Linked DNA regions of Macaca mulatta: region 1 is linked to region 2. A link is a contact called in public Hi-C data. All regions are on one chromosome and are shown on one strand. Each heading gives the region's core, a stretch centred on a gene start, on an enhancer-like site or on the middle of the called end of the contact. The rest is flanking DNA. Distances are from core to core; before and after follow the strand shown. Region 1 overlaps COPZ2 (COPI coat complex subunit zeta 2). Region 2 overlaps SKAP1 (src kinase associated phosphoprotein 1).

Region 1 (4,504 bases), core at 940-3,439, 100 kb before region 2:
GTAAGGTTGTGCCCAGACTGTTTTGGGTAAATTATTCAACATTACCTGCATCGGCCTCCAAAGTTAAAGGGTATCTAGCAGGAATTTAGAGGTAAGGTTTTTTGGTTTTTTGGGTTTTTTTTCGCTATACAGCAAAGTTTCAAAGGGTGGTTAAGAGCACAGAAAATTTGAGCCTCAGGCGGTGTCCTGCTCATCGCCCCCCTACAACCCACACCCAGGCCTAGCTGGCCCCACCCCCGCCAATCTTTGCAGTCCTGCAAAGCGCCCAGCCCGGCTGCGGTCCCGCCAGCGGGGAGCCATCCATCACCGCCTGGATGCCAGCCAACCCGACGAGCCCCGCCTTCCTGCCAGCCAATAGCCGGAAGGCAGGGGGCGTGCGAGGCTCTAAGTGGTATAAAAGGGATCCCAGGGCCAGGCCGCGCTACCTCTGCGCCCCGGGTTGGGTCTGCGTGTTGCTGGCGTCCTATTCCGCGCCAGAGCCCAGGGGCCGGTGTTTCTGTGCGTGCCGTCTGGCTGGGCCCTGGCTCCTGGGTTCTGGGTTTCAGACGTGTCCTGGTGCCCATTCTGCTGGAGGAAAGAAGAGACCCTGAGGCCCCCTTCCCTTATACACTTGGGGCCGGCAGGATAGCCCACGAGGGCAAGAGGGTGGAGGAATGCAGAAAGATGCAGAGGGACCCTAGGGATGGCAGGAGACTGGAAGGCAGGCCCTGGCTGCCCTCCCACCCGGAACCGCCGGCCGCCCTTCCCGAAAACCAGGCCCCCGCGCTCCCCTCCGCGCCCGCCGACTCCGGCCTGTGGCAGCGCTAATGAGGCCGTCTGGAGGAAGCCGGTGCCAGAGGGCAGGACTCTGGGCGGCAGGCCAGGCTCGTCATCCTGGCGGCTCTGCTGGGCTGCGGGCGCCACGTGGGAGCTGGGGGCACAGCAGCCGGCGGCCCTCCACCCCCAGCGGGGTCTCTGCCTCAGCCCCCAGAAAGCTGGGCCTGCAAACTCGGGGTCCTCGGGAAGGGGTAGCGCCCTTCCCTGCCGGCCCTCCCGGCTCCTCTGGCAGTGCTGCGCAGCCCGCTCTGCGCTGTCCTCTCCGCTGCGGCGTGGGTCCGTCGGCTGCTTCGGAGCAGCGCCGCTCCCAGCAATCCCTCAGCCATCGCGGACGAGGACACCTTTCTGGTCGCCTCTCGTCATTGCCATGCACCCTCAGCTCCTTCCTTTTAACCCAGTACGGTTCCTGTGTGAGCCAGGGGTTCGGATGAGCCTAGGGCAGGGATGCGCGAGAAAGCCACCTGTCCCCAGCAGTTCCCCAATCCGGAGCCCCGCTCTGCGGAAACTGCACCAAACACTTCAACCTGAGCCTCGGTGTTCCCCTCCGTAAAATGGGGAGAGCATGGCGTAATTCACAGGATTCGGTGAGCTAGTTTGTGTGAAGTGCCCGGCTCCTGCCTGTCCCTTTCCATTCCCGTCCCTGCTACATTGGAATGGCAGGGCCGAGGCAGGCGCGACCGCGTTGCTAGGAAGCGCATTTCCCAGTCCCTCCTTGCGGTCGCTTAAGGGTGGTGGAGGGAGCCAAGCCCTGGGTGTGGCCGCGTATTTGCCAAAATACTTCTAGAAAATGTCTCCTTTCTTGTCGCCATAGTAGCCCCTGAACTCCACGGAATTTAACCGAATACTCTTTTTTTCTCCCCTTCCAAGAGTTGCCATTTTGCATTATTTACTCGGATGGATTATGCACCCAGCGCTTACAATGTAAATGTTTACATGACTGTATCATTTTCTCTAATTGTAGAAGTAGTCAAGCCCGTTATAAATGTTCAATCTTAAACAGTTTTATAATGTAGGACTTGAAAACCGCAGGGACAACTTCTATTAACGTCCACGTCTCGCCACTTTCCCTCCCTCGCTGAAATTCCTGTGCCCACGCTGGCGCGGAACTAGCAGGATGGGTCACGCGTGCAGGTTGCTAGGGCAACGTCCTGTCGCCGGTGTCGGAAACCAATGAGTAACGCCCAGGAGCTGGAGTCTGGCCCGCCCTGGGGGCGGAGTTAGTCAGCGGGGCGGCCCCGGCGGGAGCGCGTTTCCCGCCTGTCCCTGCAGGTGGCACTATAAGATCGCGGATGCTTTCCTGGGGCGGGGCTTCCCACAGTGCTCAGCGCACGCGAGGGGCGGGGCCAGGGTGGAGCGTGAGCCACCAGCTGCAGTCCGCAAAGGATCGAGGGAAACGAGCTGTCCCGGGACGCAACGCTAGACAGGCTCAGGGATGGATTTACAGGGACGCAGAAAGTGTACGCGTCAGAGAATGGAAGGGAGAAAACAGAGGTTCTGGGACGGCGACAGAGAAGGGAAGTCGTGTCGCCCAGAAAGGCTATACAATCTCCACTCTTCCCGTTTGTCCCTGGGACACCCTTCCACCCTCCTCTCCCTCCCGACCTGCAATTCTTCACACCCTCTGCAGCGCACAGGGTGCTCAGGACACGTGCACGGTGGGGGCTGGCGATGCTTCCTTGCCCCCACCACCCGAAAGCTTGCAGAGAGCTGTAGTGCCCAGGATGTATGCCAGGATGGAATTCTACGGTTCCAGGCATGCCAAGAAAAATAGCCGTGCTGTTTCTCGGTTTGTTCAGAGGAAGCCTTACTCCCTTCCCTTCTGGAGGCTGGGAATGGAAAAAATGACTCAAGGAATCCCCAGCGGAGCCGCCATATCTGTACTGCATCGCAAAATAGGGGTACCATCCTTTGCTCTCCCCTACCTGGCAGTATGCGCCACACATGGGGCTCCGTGGTATCAGCGTCGCATCCCCCTCCCCCTGGTGTTAAATAGTACCCTTTCCCTTGTCCCACATCTCTCCCCAGTCACACAACCACAGGGACATGCCCCACCGTGGTACTGGATATCCCCACGACGAGCCACAGGAAGTGCAGGGGCCTTTATCTGAAAACACACACACACACACACACACACACACACACACACACACACACACACACACACACACACACACACACACACACACACACACACACACACACACACACACACACACACACACACACACACACACACACACACTTCCTAGGCCAAGAGAGAAGGAGACCCTTGGCAGAAGACAAAAGCAGGTTTATTAGGGCCCTGGGGCCAGGAATGCCTAAGGTATGAGTTAAGGCCAAGGCAGTGAGAAGAGGTGACTCTCCTGAGGCCAAACCTTTGCATCTCAGAATCTCTGGCTGGAGACCTTAGGAATCAGTTCCGGGAGGGACCTGGGGATGCAGAGGGGTCTCTCCTGACCGTGGGATCTCTGGGCTTTTGCCAGGATTGGGGAAATGGTCTGGGGGGCAGGGAGCCTTGAATCCACAGCCTTCATTTCAATAAGGACCATTTAATTTGTTCCTTGGCAGACTGAAGAACCTGGGGTGGGGTGGGGAGGTTGAGAGAGAATTGAGAATGTCAAATGCCTCCACATACAGTCATGGGGAGGTCCACAGCCCACCTTCCCTAAGCGCCCCTGCAACCCCCAGTCACTAGGTGGCAGCATCTTGTCTCCGCTTGGCTTAAACGCGGCCAACCCTTCAAGTCAGAAAGCGCAGAGGAAACCGGCTGCAGCCAGCTCCCACCTCAGGGCCAAGCCTGCCCAGACCTCTGGCTCCTGCATCTGCAGCGTGGGTGTGTCAGCAGCCTGTCTCCCCGCTGTCATGCCATGAGAGTTCCCGCCCACAGTGCCACGTCCAGGCAGAGATGGGGCCGAGGCGTGACACTCCCTGTGCTGACGCCTCAGCAAACCCCTAGCTCTGGCCATGACTGGCAATGTGTCCTCAACACCCCACCCCAACCCACTGCTGATGTGGCATAGCTGGCAAAGGGTGGCCGGCCAGACCCTGCGGTGGGATGCCTGGTGGAAAGTCTCAGACCAGTGCTTACACAAATCCATACAAGTGTACGCACGCATGCACAATGCCAAAGCAGGAGAGGGGGACAGGACACCAGGTGTGTCCCTCAGGTAGGTTGTCCCTTCAGCCACTCAGCCTCATTCCCTTCTAGAGAAGGAGGGAACACTGTGTCTGTCTCCTCCTCCTGCACAATCTCCCTCCTCTCTTGGGGACAGTGGCTTAGGGTTCCCCTGATTCTCCTAGCCGGAATCTAACTTTGTCCTCATTTTATCGCCCATTGGCCACCTGTAGCTTGCTTTGTTTTTACTCCAGAATTCCATTAAAAATGCTGTTTTCATTCTTTCTCCCTTTGGAGAAATACTGATGGTTATTCAGCATGTGTTAACTTGCTTGGAGCCCTGCTAAGAGCTTGCCATGCATTGGCTCATTGAATTGTCATAACTCCATGAGGAGGGTCCTGTTATGTGAGGCCCAGAGAGGTTGAGTAACTTGCCCTAGGTCACCCAGCTTTAGGTGGTAAGGTTGAACATGTATCCTGGGATGACTCCCATGAGCACCCGTGTTCTTATCTGCTCTGCTCATTACTCCCTACCCTCTTTCCACCCTGAAAATTGCCTTGTAGCTGCATTCA
Region 2 (4,219 bases), core at 1,241-3,740:
GGTTTCGCCAGGTTGCCCAGGATGGTCTCCACCTCCCAGACTCAAATAATTCACCATGCCCAGCCATTTTTTTTTTTTTTTAATTGGGCAGCCTCCTGAGTCAGAATAGGCTCAGAGAGACTTCCCTTCCATTCATTTTTGTTTATATGTTCATACTCTTTTTTTTCTGAGACGGAGTCTCACTCTGTTGCCCAGGCTGAAGTGCAGTGGTGTGATCATAACTCACTGCAGCCTTGACCTCCCAGGTTCAAGCAATCTTCCCGCCTCAGCTTCCTGAGTAGCTGGGCAGGCACATGCCAGCATCCGTGGCTAATTTATTTTTATTTTTTTGTAGAGATGGGGTCTCACTATGTTACCCAAGCTGTTCATACCTTTCTTTTCCTTTTCTCACTCTTTTCCAGTTGCTGCTTTCTTCCAAGATCGGGTAGGAGGAACTCTCCCTCACCACCTCCCAGTGAAGAAAAGGACCATTTAGAAGTGTGGGCTCCAGTTGTTGACTCTGAGGTTCCTTCCTTGGAAAGTCCCACTCTCCCACCCCTCTCCTCACCATTATGCTGTGATTTTGGAAGACCCAATGAGGGAACCTCCACTCTTCAGTCTGTGAGGAGGGCTGTGGGAGGAGACCATGCTGTGCCTTTAGACCCTGGTCAATTAGAAACAGTTTTGGAAAAGTGAGCTCTGGGTTCTGCTCTGAGATGGTCAGAGAAGATACGGGCCAGGAGACTTACTCATGTGGGACTGGGCACAGGGCAGGTATTGTGGGAGGCTGGGCTGCTTAGTGTCTTCTAGTCGCCTTTGTTTGGGCTGATTGACAGAGGTCAGTCATAACAGCCCCGTATGCCTCTTCCATGGGAATAAATACTGTGCAGATGTTTGTAAGTTAAGCATAAGGCCCAGGGGCTGTTGATTTTGAACAGAACCCCATATTACTCTCCTGGGGGCTGAGTTTTTGTAGGTCATTTGTATGTAGGACCAGGAGTATCTCCTCAGGTGACCAGTTTTGGGGACCTGTATGTGGCAATTCTAAGCTGCCATATTGAACATTGTCCCAACGGGAGTGGTTGTGTTGTATCCCCATCTTGGCTGGCTTCAGTTTCTACTGTAGCCCTAGAGCACTTTGTTTCTGGGAGGCTGGCCTCTTGCCTACCTTCTTGCATGGACAGTGGGATGAATATTTACTCTCCCACCTTCTTGCTTTTTCTTTCAATGATACCACTGAATGGAACTGGTGCTGTGACTTCTGCTGCTGGGGATTTATGTCCCGAGACCTTAGCCTGGCTGAGTGGAGCCTGAGACCTGCACAACAGCTCATGGTCATGCCTGAGAGAGAAGTGGCTGGCCACAGCCAGAAGAAACAACAACAGCCAGGAGCCTTTATTTTGGAAAAGACTGTCGGGGCTGTCACTGTCTCTTCTGGTTATAAAGCGGAGACGTGGCTATCTTTTCTGCAGGGTTAGAGTGGGCTCCTTTCTTTTTTGAATCCTTTTCTTCTCCTTTGGTAACAGCTCCCTGCCTCCAGGGCTTCCACCGCGAGCATCTCTGCTGTATTGAGCAGTCCAGTGGGGGTGCGAGGGCTTTGTTTCTGCCTGCCTGAAAGAGAGGGCTCTGGGGATGGAGATGAGGAACAACACGCTCTCCTTCAGACAATGAGGCATTCTCGCCTCCTGCTGCCATTCTTCATCTCCACTGAGAGCCAGAGCTGGTAGGAGCCGAGTGCCACAGGCATTCTGCATTGCTTTACTCTTAGGTTTGCTTGTGTGATTCTTCCCCTGCCTCTCACCCACTCCTCCCTCCTCTCACTATCCTACCCTGTCTGTGGGCTCTTTTACTACCAGCCTATGCTGTGGGACTGTCATGGCATTTAGTTCAGAGTGGAGGGGCTTTGGCCTGAAATAAAATGCAAGTATTTAAGATTGTTGTTGGCAATTTGTGTCTAACAAGCTGTAGCAGAGAGGGAGGGAGTGAGGGCTGGCAGTAGTTCCTTTCATAAATCATGAATTTATCAGCATGGAAATAATGGTTTAGAACTGTGCTCTGTAGCCCTCCTGCATTGTGTGTGCAGCTCAACTTCACCACTGGAGGAAGGATTGTCTTCCAAAGAGCTGGGATCCAACTCTTCTCACAGTTCTGGGCATGAACCTTGTTAGGTATAATTTACCTGATGCTGCTTCCATCCTCGCAGCCTGTCTGAGGTGCCAGGTGCTGAAAGAGAAATAAAGTTTGTCAACAGGCAGATGCAAAGCCCTGGCTGGTATTCATCCCTCTTTCCTGCCCGCCTCCCCTGGGTCTCTCCTTTATATGATGCAGCAGAGCAAGGCGAGGATAGAAAACCTACAGAGGCAAATCCAAAATGTCAGAAGAAGTTCATTTAAAAGGGGAAAAAAACTCCACGCGCAACCCTCACAAAAACCCGACAGATGCTAAGCTAATGGCATCCGCTTTGCCGATTGGTGGGGATGGCTCATGAATATTAATGAGCCCAGTGCTCCAAATGGTGCAGCTGTGAACCCAGCTGTGCCTGAAGCTCTCTGATCTCCATACTTCCAGACAGGAGCCGGAGGTGGTCTGTGTCAATTCCCTACTCAGCCAAAAAACAGCAAGCTGGGTTGGACTTCTTCTATTTGCTCCTTTTCTTCCTGGAGTTGGTGCTCAGCAGCTAGTTCTGCCAGCAGGCTAGGCTGCTGGGACAGCAGGAGCCATTCAAAGACATGGATGTGATTTTTCTGACTCCCAGCTTTTTTAATGATCCATTAGCAGCGTGCATACAACAGCACCTCAGTTAATCTAAGGCCAGGCACCATCTCCTTTCAGTCTCTCTCTTAGTTGAGTATAGGCCTTAGAAGGAGAAGTCCTAGGAAGGAAAGCACTTTTCTAATAATACAGGCCTAGGGCCATCAGAAAAATAGCACACATGAGTTTTTCTCTCCATCCAGATAGTGCCATAGGCCCCTCTTCTGTTTTGCTCTGTTCCTGCGTGTGCCCAGGTCTAGCCACTGTGGCTGATGACCTCTATGAAAGATGGAGGATTAGCTGGGGGTAGTGGCTCATTGAACTGTTTGTAGGATAAAAATGTTTAGAATTTAGTTTTGAGTCAAGTTCTGTCCTGATTTAGTCACCTTTCTTCTGTCAGATACCTCCATGGCCCACATCTAGTCATCCATAACCCAGGATGACTGATTCCAAGCTTGTGGGGATTGTTTGTTTGGTGGGAGGAAATGTGTTTGTGTGTGGGGGGGTTTCTTACCATTAAAACACTAAGTTTTATAAGCATAATTTTATTGGCCCTTTTCAGTGCCTCGCGAGGAAAGTAGGGTAGGTATATGCTCCTTTTTTCATTGAGGAAACTGAGCTCAATTTTTTTTTTTTTTTTTTTTTGAGATGGAGTCTCCCTTTGCCGCCCAGGCTGGAGTGCAGTGGTACAATCTCAACTCACCACAACCTCCACCTCCTGGGGTCAAGCAGTTCTCCTGCCTCAGCCTCCCAAGTAGCTGGGATTACATGGGCCTGCCACCTCACCCGGCTAATTTTTGTATTTTTATTTTATTGATTTATTATTATTATTTTTTGACATGGAGTCTCGCTCTGTTGCCAGACTAAAGTGCAGTGGCGCCATCTTGGCTCACTGCAACCTCCGCCTCCCGGGTTCAAGCGATTCTCCTGCCTCAGGCTCCCAAGTAGCTGGGACTACAGGCGCATGCCACCACGTCCAGCTAATTTTTGTATTTTTAGTAGAGATGGGGTTTCACCATGTTGGCCAGGATGGTCTCGATCTCCTGACCTCATGATCCATCTACGTCACTCTCCCAAAGTGCTGGGATTACAGGTGTGAGCCACTATGCTTGGCAATTTTTGTATTTTTAGTAGAGACTGTGTTTCATCATGTTGGCCAGACTGGTCTCGAACTCCTGACCTCAAGTGATCCACCTGCCTCGGCCTCCCAAAGTGCTTGGATTACAGGCGTGAGCCACTGTGCCCATCCAAGTGTGGTTTTTTAAAAAGCATGTTTTTAGATGATGGTGGAGTATGTTCACATGAGAGATACTTTCCGAGCTCTGTGAGACAAGTCCCCTGCCACCCCAAAAAAGAAAAAGTCTACCACTACATTCAAGGAAAAAAAAAAAAGCAACCCTGCAGGGCTTTTCAGAATTGTCCTCACAAATCAGAGCTCTTTCACAGTCCTTAGTTTTCTCATGCTAAGGCCTTAGATCCATATGACCGA

What was found. A called contact is a pair of places that touch in the nucleus more often than the background predicts.
Region 1: a Hi-C map of fetal cortex germinal zone shows a contact between it and region 2, with 3 times the contacts expected there. The contact joins two enhancer-like sites. A contact is called at or near these places in 4 of 14 Hi-C or Micro-C datasets (cortical neurons, fetal cortex germinal zone, fetal cortical plate and 1 more).

What each region holds. Positions count from the first base shown.
Region 1 is chr16:61,996,571-62,001,074 of T2T-MMU8v2.0, reverse strand. COPZ2 (COPI coat complex subunit zeta 2) reads right to left here. Exons shown (of 9, transcript NM_001266783.2): 9 at 3,093-3,394. The coding sequence ends at 3,347. Among named protein-coding and RNA genes, the nearest start is that of MIR152, 12 kb to the right of the region's middle. Within about 2 kb of position 2,189, at least 23 of the 40 cell types and tissues checked have an H3K27ac peak or open chromatin away from gene starts, as enhancers often do. A contact at or near this core is called in fetal cortex germinal zone, where this site is marked.
Region 2 is chr16:61,894,937-61,899,155 of T2T-MMU8v2.0, reverse strand. It overlaps SKAP1 (src kinase associated phosphoprotein 1), which reads right to left. Exons shown (of 15, transcript XR_013406615.1): 14 at 2,159-2,202. It overlaps SNX11 (sorting nexin 11), which reads left to right. Exons shown (of 7, transcript NM_001260785.1): 7 at 402-1,904. The coding sequence ends at 675. Among named protein-coding and RNA genes, the nearest start is that of SNX11, 14 kb to the left of the region's middle. Within about 2 kb of position 2,490, at least 8 of the 40 cell types and tissues checked have an H3K27ac peak or open chromatin away from gene starts, as enhancers often do. A contact at or near this core is called in fetal cortex germinal zone, where this site is marked.